Linked DNA regions of Pan troglodytes: regions 2 and 3 are each linked to region 1. A link is a contact called in public HiChIP or PLAC-seq data. All regions are on one chromosome and are shown on one strand. The core of a region is the stretch at or near the end of the contact, and the rest is flanking DNA. Distances in the headings are between cores, read along the strand shown. Region 1 holds the start of TSPAN31 (tetraspanin 31). Region 2 holds the start of PIP4K2C (phosphatidylinositol-5-phosphate 4-kinase type 2 gamma). Region 3 holds the start of ARHGEF25 (Rho guanine nucleotide exchange factor 25).

Evidence for each region. HiChIP or PLAC-seq counts read pairs in DNA pulled down with a chosen protein or histone mark.
Region 2: an H3K4me3 HiChIP or PLAC-seq map of stem cell-derived excitatory neurons shows a contact between it and region 1, with 4 times the contacts expected there. The contact joins the promoter of PIP4K2C here to the promoter of TSPAN31 in region 1. A contact is called at or near these places in 1 of 7 Hi-C or Micro-C datasets (stem cell-derived neural progenitor cells) and 1 of 1 datasets of contacts at active chromatin or transcription factors (stem cell-derived excitatory neurons).
Region 3: a contact with region 1 is called in an H3K4me3 HiChIP or PLAC-seq map of stem cell-derived excitatory neurons, with 2.4 times the contacts expected there. The contact joins the promoter of ARHGEF25 here to the promoter of TSPAN31 in region 1. A contact is called at or near these places in 2 of 7 Hi-C or Micro-C datasets (induced pluripotent stem cells and stem cell-derived neural progenitor cells) and 1 of 1 datasets of contacts at active chromatin or transcription factors (stem cell-derived excitatory neurons).

The regions. Positions count from the first base shown.
Region 1 is chr10:38,292,607-38,295,828 of NHGRI_mPanTro3-v2.0_pri, reverse strand. It overlaps TSPAN31 (tetraspanin 31), which reads left to right and starts at 1,648. Exons shown (of 6, transcript XM_009425033.5): 1 at 1,648-1,730. All of the region lies in intron 1 of AGAP2 (ArfGAP with GTPase domain, ankyrin repeat and PH domain 2), which reads right to left.
Region 2 is chr10:38,439,823-38,443,044 of NHGRI_mPanTro3-v2.0_pri, reverse strand. It overlaps PIP4K2C (phosphatidylinositol-5-phosphate 4-kinase type 2 gamma), which reads left to right and starts at 1,788. Exons shown (of 11, transcript XM_009425058.5): 1 at 1,788-2,203. The coding sequence starts at 2,030.
Region 3 is chr10:38,420,528-38,423,749 of NHGRI_mPanTro3-v2.0_pri, reverse strand. It overlaps ARHGEF25 (Rho guanine nucleotide exchange factor 25), which reads left to right and starts at 1,509. Exons shown (of 16, transcript XM_001167786.7): 1 at 1,509-1,729; 2 at 1,984-2,098. The coding sequence starts at 1,631. DTX3 (deltex E3 ubiquitin ligase 3) reads left to right here. Exons shown (of 7, transcript XM_063785535.1): 6 at 1-149; 7 at 489-1,214. The coding sequence ends at 564.

The DNA.
Region 1 (3,222 bases), core at 399-2,898:
GGGGGAAGTGAGGCTTCCTATCCGCCCCCTCTCACTTCACATTTAAGTATTCTGCACGTTCCAGCCCCCGCGGACTCGCGTACCGCCCAATCCGCCTTCACCGCACGAAAAACATCACTAGCCTGCTCTCAGCCCAGGGGACGACTAGTCCCTGGCGAGAAGCTGCCTGCAAGGTCACTGTCATGCCACCTGCCCCAAGTGCTCAGGGGAAACTGAGGCTTCCTCATCCCCTTCACCTTCAACGTCGCTCTAAACACGGCAAAGCCCCGTTTCCATGCTCCCAGAGTTCAGCTGAGGCTGGAAGTGGGGTCCTGGGCTTCTCTGGGAGCAATTTTCTAGTCACTCTGATCAAGGACATTATTTTCCCAGAAAGCTCTGAGGCTGAGTCCCTCTGAAATCAAGTCCTTTCTCCTGTCGCACAATGCAGCTACTCGCTCCGCTTCAGGACTCCTATTCTTTGCCCCAATCCTTGGCAGAGGAGTGAGCTTGGTTCATCCGCCCACCCCAGAGAAAAGCTTCCCTAGTTTCCTGGACCTCGCTCCTCCACCCCAAGCTGAGCATTCCAGGTACCCTTCCCTCCCTGTTCTCAAGCCCTGACTCAACTCACTAGGGGAAGCGCGGAGCTCGGCGCCCAGCAGCTCCCTGGACCCGCTGCCAGAAGACAGGCTGGGGGGTCCGGGAAGGGGCCCGGAGCCAGGAGGCCCTCCTGTGCTCTTGGTGAAGATGCCGCTGATAAACTTGAGCATCTTGCGGTCACGAGTGGATGCTCGGCCCCCCTCCCGGCCCCGTTTCAGCCCCGGAGCTGGAGGCTCCAGAGTGATTGGAGGTGCAGGCCCGGGGGGCTGCGCGGAAGCAGCGGTGACAGCAGTGGCTGGACTCGGAGTTGGTGGGAGGGTTAGCGGAGGAGGAGAGCCGGCAGGCGGTCCCGGATGCAAGTCACTGTTGTCCAAGGTCTTACTCTTGCCTTTCCGAGGGGACAACTTCCCTCGGGCTCCAGCCCCAGCCCCGACCCCACCAGAGGTCGAAGCTGTAGCGCCCCCTCCCCCGGCGGCGGCAGCGGTGGCGGCGGCAGAGACCGAAGCTCCAGTCCCAGCGCTGCTCTTTGACCCCTTGACCCTGGGCTTGCCCTCGCTTTCGGGCCATGACAGGCGGCTACCCGCGCCCTTGCCCCCGCCGGCTTTGGCTCCACTCGTGGTCACGGTCTTGCAAGGCTTGGGAGCCGGCGGAGGAGGCGCCACCTTGAGCCTCCGGCTGCCAGTGCCAGGGTGCGGAGAGGATGAGCCAGGGATGCCGCCGCCCGCCCGGCCTTCGGGCTCCGGGCCGCCCCAGCTCGGGCTGCTGAGTAGGGGGCGCCGGGAGGAGGTGGGGGCGCCCCCAGGCTTGGGGTCGGGGCTCAGTCCCCCGGAGAGCGGGGGTCCCGGAGGGACGGCCCAGAGGGAGAGGCGGCGGCCGGGAGCGGGGGAGACTGGGCGGGCCGGACTGGCCGGAGCCGGGGACAGGGCTGGGGGCTCCGCGCCCCCGGTGCCCGCGCTGCTCGTGCTGATCCACAGCGCATCCTGCCGGTGGAAGAGACGTTCGTGCCGCTTCTTGCCCGGCTCCTCCGCGCCTCGGGGGCTGCCAGGATCCCCAGTCTCGGAGCCTCTGGCACCGGCGGCGCCGGCCGCGGCCGCAGACGGAGAAGGCGGCGGCGGAGGCACCGACTCGAGCTTAACCAGGGTCAGCGAGATGAGGTAGGTCGTTGTCCGGCGCTGAAGCGCGCCCGCGCCCCGGCTCATGGGGCCCGGAGACCCCCGAGCTGGGGAGGGGAGGGGACTCCCCCGGACTGCCTCAGGGGGGCCCGGCCATGGGGCCGCCCTGCTCGCTGCCCCCAGCCCCCGGACCCCGCTGAGCCCCCGGCCCGGCTCCGCTGTCGCCGCCGCCTCCGCCGCCTCCGCTTGCGCCCCCCTCCCATCACATGGGGCGCCCCCTCCCCATGCTCCCCGCCCTGCGCCCCCACCCTCTTGGAGCCCCGGGACCTTGGTGCTGCTCCAGGGAGGCGCGCCGGACCGTCCACCCCGGCCTGGGTGGGGGCGCTGAGATGGGTGGGGGAGGGAGGGGAGGACAGTAGTGGGGGCAAATGGGGGAGAGAGAGGAAAAGGGAGCAGAAAAGGGGAGCGGAGGCTAGGGGAAACGAACCTGTGCGGGGGAGGCAGGGGCGGGGAATTGGGACTCAAGGGACAGGAGCCGCGGATGCGGTCGGAAAGAGGGTCTAGAGGAGGGTGGGAAGCTAGTGGGGCTGGCCGTGCGGGGGATTCGCAGGGGCGCGGGGAGGATGCTGGGGATGGAGATACAGGAGGCGGCGGGGGAGGAAAGAGGGAACGGGAGGTGGGTGGGAACCCACGGGTCTGGGGTCTGGGAGGGGAGGGGCGTGAGATCCGGGCGAAGAGTCCGGGGGCCTCGCCTGGGCTCGGCTTGGTCCGGATGCGCGCTGTGTCCGGGCGCTCCCCTCACATTGAGGAGGAGGCGGCCCCCAGGCCCCCCCACCCTATCTCCCCCCCACCTTTTCTCCACCAGCACCGATGTCTGCGAGGGCGGTGCAAAATCCAGGGCTGGATTTCTCTCCCAAATCCTGGGCTGGATTTCCTGGGACTTGGACTCACCTCCTCCAACAACCTAGCCCCCTCCTCTCGCGCACCAAGGTTAGGAAGCGCGATTGTGAGGTATGGCATTTAGGGATAAGGGTGAAAATCGATCTATTGGGTGGACAGGGGCCGCGGTAAACAGAGCAAACCCAGGGTCACTGCCAATTCTGGGGAAGATGAAGTGGGAAAGTGGGGGCCCTGAAATCCCTTCCCCCAGGATCTCTTGTCTCCCCCAGGTACCTGGAAGGTTCCCGTTCTCATGACCCAGCTCCCTTTCCCACTCACACCACCACATTTAATACTTTGACGAGGCCAAGACTTGAGCTCGACTGTCCCAAAGTGAACTTGGAAAATGTTCCCCAGGGATGGGGACAAACATGGAACTTAGCAGGGTAGGAGAGAAGGGAGAGATCTGAGTGCTGGAGGAGCCCAGGCCACAGGGTAAGTCAAAGGCTCCAGCTCTAGGAGGAGGGAGAAGGATGTGTCTTAGACTGATACCCCCCCATGCCAAAATGCATCCAGTCTCCATAGCAACCGTAGCTCCAAGAGTGCCTCAGAAACAGCGGGCAGAAGCAGAGAGGAATCCGTGTGTATGGTGGGT
Region 2 (3,222 bases), core at 539-3,038, 150 kb before region 1:
TTCTTCTACCGCTATCTACTAAGAACTTCAAAGAGGAACCAGGAGTACAGGAGGAACATGAAAGTGGACAAGGAGCGTGACCACTGAAGCACAGCACCAAAGGGAGGGGTTTAGGCCTCTGGATGACTGCAGGCAGGCCTAGATAATATCCAGCCTCCCACAAGAAGCTGGTGGAGCAGAGTGTTCCCTGACTCCTCCAAGGAAAGGGAGACTCCCTTTCGCGGTCCGCTAAGCAACAGGTGCCTTCCCAGGCACTGGTGTTACCGCTTGACCAGGGAGCCCTCAAATGGCCCTTATGCGGGCGTGACAGAGGGCTCACTTCTTGCCTTCTAGGTCATTTCTCACAATGTCCCTTCAGCACCTGACCCTATACCTGCCGGTTATTCCTAGGTTATATTAGTAATGCAACAAAGAGTAATATTAAAAGCTAATGATTTATAATGTTTATACTGATGATTGATAATTGTCCATGATCATCTCTATATCTAATTTGTATTGTAACTACTCTTTATTCTAACTATTTTCTTTATTATACTGCAACAGTTTGTGCCTTCAGTCTCTTGCCTTGGCACCTGGGTAATCCTTTGCCCACAACTCCTGACCTCAGGTGATCCTCCCGACTCGGCCCCGCAAAGTGCTGGGATTATAGGCGTGAGCTGCCGCATCTGGCTTTTTTTTTTTTTTTTTTTTTTGAGACAGAGTCTTGCTCTGTCGCCCAGGCTGGAGTGCAATGGCATGATCTGGGCTCACTGCAACCTCTGCCTCCTGGGTTCAAGCGATTCTCCTGCCTCAGCTTCTCAAGTAGCTGGGACTACAGGCACCTGCCAACATGCCCGGCTTTTTTTTTTTTTTTTTTTTTTTGAGATGGAGTCTCACTCTGTCACCCAGGCTGGAGTGCAGTGGCGTGATCTCTGCTTGGCGTGATCTCAGCTCACTGCTACCTCCGCCTCCTGGGTTCAAGTGATTCTCCTGCCTCAGCCTCCTGAGTAGCTGGGATTACAGGCTCACGCCACCACGCCCGGCTAATGCCCGGCTAATTTTTGTATTTTTGTAGAGACGAGGTTTCACCATGTTGGCCAGGCTGGTCTTGAACTCCCAACCTCAGGTGATCCTCCCGCCTCGGCCTCCCAAAGTGCTGGGATTACAGGCGTGAGCCACCGCGCCCGGCTTCGTTCTTTCTTGTCTCCATGTCTTTGTATGCTGTTCTCTTTGTCTAGACAGCCTTTTAACCTCTATTCCTGAACTCCATCCACCCTTCCAAACTCAGTAAAGTCTCTATCCTCTTTGAAGCCTTCCCTGACCAGCTACACTTCCTTTCTTTGTATCATTGTCTTTGCTTCATACACAGTTCTAGGATAGCTCATACTTTGCATACTGCAAACTTGATCTCCATTGGCCAGCCAGTGCCATTAGACTCCCAACTACTTCGGGGCAGTCACTGTCCTATTCCCTGCTTCAATAAAAGGAAAATCAGCCCCTAGAACAGGACCTAGTACAACTAAGTGCACAATAAATCATTGTTAAATGAATGAATGAATTTCAAGACGCTTGAGACCACTGGTAAGAATTTTGGGTTTCCAAAACCCTCCCCTTCCCAATCCCCATTCAGTAAGAATGCTTTCGCATTAGCATCAGGTCCGAGGTTACTCATTAGAAACTGGGCAAAGCCGGAAGGCGGCCACTTTGCAGCAAAGAAGCCCTAGACCTTGGGAGTCAATCAGGCCAGCCCAGGCCGCACCACGGTCTCCTAGTTGACAGTTCGAGGGGCCTCGCGGGCCGCTTGCTTCGTCAGCTTACAGGGATCCCGCACGCCAGGTGAGCCCACACACTGAGCGGACATTGGGGCAGGCAGGCAGGCGCCGGGGGGCGGGGCCAGCGTCGCCCCGCCCCGTCCTGCCTCGCTCTGTTCGCGCGTCCGTTGTCCGGCCTCCGGTCACGTGACAGCAGCGCAGGTGAGCGCCGCTTCCGGGGTCGGGCGCCTGGATAGCTGCCGGCTCCGGCTTCCACTTGGTCGGTTGCGCGGGAGACTATGGCGTCCTCCTCGGTCCCACCAGCCACGGTATCGGCGGCGACAGCAGGCCCCGGCCCAGGTTTCGGCTTCGCCTCCAAGACCAAGAAGAAGCATTTCGTGCAGCAGAAGGTGAAGGTGTTCCGGGCGGCCGACCCGCTGGTGGGTGTGTTCCTGTGGGGCGTAGCCCACTCGGTGAGAACCAGCCCTAGACCCCCGCAGCCCTGTCCAAACCCCTCGGCTCCGAGGCGTCCCTGTTTCCAGCCTCCAGCCTCCGGAGCCCCACGCAGTGCCACTCCCCTCCCCCGGGTTGTCTTGGTCCCTGCCCACCAACCCCAGGTGTTCCCCCAGCAGGTTTTCTGACTGTGGACTTTTTTCTCCCCATCAGTTCTTTACTGCTCCACTCTAGTTCCACCTTCCCCCCGTGAAATCCAGCTCCCTGTGCTTTGACTCCTTCCTGCCATGTCTAGCTTCAGCCTCAGGCTACGCGGACTGGCCAGGACCGGGCGCAAGCGGGGAGGACATTAGGGGGAGTGGCTTTTTCTCGGGTGGTTGTTGGTGAGAGTGTAGGTGGAGGGTGAGGGGCCGAGGGGAGTAGATGGATGAAAAGGTTCTTTCACTTTGCTTTCCACCTTGCTTCCCAGCCCCGGTCCTTGGCTTTTGAATCTTGGTTTTGTCTCGGGGAAGCTCCAGGTTTCCTGGGCTTTCTAATCCTGCTTGTCCCTTCCTTTCCCTTCCAGAGGTACAGCATTTTAGAGAAGCTACCCCACCCTGAGCTAGAAGTTGCACTCTCTCAGGACTTATGTATATATGCCTTTGGTCTTAACTGCATCCTTATCGCTGGCTAGAGGTGGTGGCGATTGTTGACCAAAGAGAAGGCTGAGGGGCTCTGTTCCTGAGGTCACTATGGTGGTGAACTTTTGAAGCAGGAAACTGCTCTGGGAGTCAGGAGGAGGCCAAGGAGACCTCCATCCCCTTTCCTGAGGATACCTCAGCTGAAAGAAGCACAGCCATTGCCCATCTTCCGTCAGGTCTGGAGTGGGAGAAATGCAGTGATCTTGAATGTGACACGGAAAATTTTCGAAATCAACGTTCTTGAATATAGTCATGGCTAGGCTGTGGAGATGGAAGTTGTGAGGAAGAATACGCGTTTTGTCACATTTTTAATTTGTGGTAAAGAATTTCTTAACCAAAAATTAAGAATGTTGTTTGTG
Region 3 (3,222 bases), core at 260-2,759, 130 kb before region 1:
GAGGGCAACAAGGTGCTGACCCTGTTCCGCAAGGCGTTTGACCAGCGTCTCACCTTCACTATCGGCACGTCCATGACCACAGGGAGACCGAATGTCATCACCTGGAACGACATCCACCACAAGACCAGCTGCACAGGGGGACCCCAGCTGTGCGACCCCTCTTCATTTCCTTTCCCTTGGCTCCTCCCATTTGTTCCATTTCCACTGAGGGACCCACCAACCCCTCGCTCACGGAGCCTCCTAACTGGAGAGAACCACTTCCAAACTGTTCAGCCATCTCAGTTTCTCCTACATTCAACCTGGTCCTGGTGTGCCCAGCTTAGCCTACAAAAATAAGCAGAATTGGGCTAAATTATCTTGGATTTGGAGGTGTCCTCCCTTAGGGGAGGTGGGGAGGTGTCTGAGCCACCTAGAATGAGGGTGAGCATGGGGATAATAGCAAGTTCAAACAGCTAACAACCCTCACCCTCATTTCTCTTTGCTCCCAGGTTTGGGTACCCAGACCCCACCTACCTGACCCGGGTGCAAGAGGAGCTGAGAGCGAAGGGTATCACAGATGACTGAAGGACATCGCCTTTGCCAAGGCCCCTGCTGTCTGCCTCTACTAGGACCCAGCAGAAGCCTCTTTCTCCTCTCTGCCCCCTGCCCCCCACACCACACCTGTAGGGGACCTGTCTGACTGGGAAGGGAGTTCCGAGAGGGAGGGGGCAATCCCTTCCCCCATCCCCCACTGGCCAAGTGTTTCAATGCAGTGTGAGCCACTCCCTTCTGGCAGAGGCCGACCTCCAAGGCTCTGTTCTCCCCTCCCCGTGTACATATACTCCCGGTTTCCCTGCCCCTCCATTGCCCTTGGCTTTTTCTGGTATGTGCTGTGCTCCATGACCAAGCCGAGAAAGGACCTAGGGTGGGGAAGGGAGGGTCTCTTGATTCCTAACCGCCCCCACATACTGCTCCACCGCTGAACTTCGGGTGCCAGGGAGGAGAAATTGGGCTGATGTGAGCTCCCCGTCACCCCCCATGGAGCCGGCTGTGTGTGTTCATCAGATACAGTTCTCCCTTAACCTTGTCCTTTCTCTCCTGTGTCTCAGTCTCCGTCAGTCTGTCTTTCTCCGCTCTTCTCTGACCCCTGTGAGGAACCTCCTTACCCTGTTCTGGAATCGCTGCCAGACTGTAGCTTTTAATTTAATAAAAATAAAGTAAAATATGCAACTCTTTATGCCACACCCGTTCTTTTCCAGGGACTGGGTGGGGGTGGGGTGGGGAGAGGGACCTGCTGGAAAGGGGAGAGGGGATGATGGGGTGATCCCTGCGTGCACTCCCAGTCCCTCTGCCTCCTGAGGACCTGGGGAAACGGGATGCACCAGCGGGCTCTGTAGTAACACTGAGAAACCCTGGGTCACACTTCGATGTTGGAATTAGTATTAAGAGGGTGTTTTTTTGTTGTTCAACTATGGTTGTAGAGAAAACAACCCTACCCACTCTGCGAAGTCTGGCTGGGGTGGAAGTGGGGGCGGAGCCGGGCAGGGGGCGGATTCCGCAGCAGCAACTCCCCGGACGCGCGCAGGCCTCAAAGCCCCCCAGCTTCAGTGCCCCCTCGACCCTGAAACTTGGAGCAGGGTGGGGGTTCAGTATGAAGCCCCCGGACCGCCCCGCCCCTGGCCGCACTGACCGGATACTGGGGGTCATGGGGGGCATGCTGCGCGCATGCGCCCTCCCCGGGCAGGAGGGGGTAAGAATGGGGGCTCGCGGTGGGGTCGGGGGTCTTTCGGGGCCTTCAGGAGGGCTGTACCCACAACTCAACTTATCCGAAAACGAGTTCTGCGGGGCAGTCGCAGGAATACATGAATTCTATTACGAGGGCCATAGCCCCGTTCTGGGCGAGCCTTTTATAACAATGTGGATTTTGACAGGTAGGAGAAGGGGAAGGGGGAGGTCAGGGCTGCCTAGGAGGGCAGGTTCCTTACAGTGGTTCTGTCCCCGCAGCCCCCGAGAAGAAGCCCTCTAGGGTTGGTGGGTACCGAGCCAGAGTCTGAACGTACGGAGGGAGATCACAGAAGGGATCGCGAACATGAGGTCCTCGCCGGGGCTCTGCAGCCCGGTAAGAAGCTGGGGGTGGGGTGGGGCACAGTTTGCTATCCTGCGCCAAGTGGCGAATTCAAAAATATTCTACTCTTATTAGCATAAAGTTCGCATCTAATTTGCATGAGACCCATTTAATCGCAGAGACCTCCACTCTTCTTGCCTTCGAGTCCAATGTGTGTCCCCCATCCCAGTCGGTCCCGAGCCCTCGCAGGCAGAGTGTCCCCGCGCCCCACCCCTGGCCCCTCGCCAGCCCGGGCTCCAGGACTTCGCCTTAATTGGCGATTAGTCTTAGCTGGAGTCCCGGGGCCTGGAGGAAAGAAGGGGCCTGAGAGAGGGCGGCATCTGGGTTGTGTTCACCCACAAAAGACTCCCCATACACGCACCCCGTACCAGGGGGCCTCTGTCCACTCGGCCGGGGACAGCCCCAAACCCAGAACATCTTCGCACAGGCCAAGGCCCCATCCACTGAGTCCTCCTTCATCGCAGAGGCCAAGGGGAGACCTGGGCAGACCCTGCCGACAGGCTGAACCCCGACCCCAGCCCTCCGCAGAGCCCGGGATGCGAGAGGGAGGGGGACCCCGGGGCAGGGGAGCACGGGCTGGGGAGGGGAAAAAGCGCTGGGGACGTGGAGTGGGAACGTGGTGGTGTCTGGGGGAGGGGCGATCGGGGCGGGAACCCGGCGCAGGCAGGAGGGGGAACGCGATGGAGAGGGCGGAGCTGGGCCGCAGAGGCCCCGCCTCGTGGCGGCCCCGCGGCCAGGCCTGTTATTCAGCTCGCCGCTCCGCTGGGACCCGCACAGCGCCAGTGGCTCGGGGGTCGGCCCTCGCCTCCTCCCCGGCCCGGGCCTAGAGCCACCCCCAACCAGAGGCCGGAGACAGCTGGAGCGGCTGCCGCATCCCGGCCCAGCCTCCCCTACCATCCCTCCCCCTTCCACTGGACATCTGGACCCTAGGCCCCCGCACCGACAGGGTTCCGGAAACCCTCCCCGCCCAGCCCGGCGGCCGGGCCCCGCGCCTCTCTCTCTCTAGAGCCCCCAGCCCGCCTCAAGACTAGACTTCCGCCTACCCCTGGACACCTCCTCCCGGTCCCCTCCCTCCCCCCCTCCCACAGCCTGGACCGGGGTAGGAGGGAGGGGGGGTG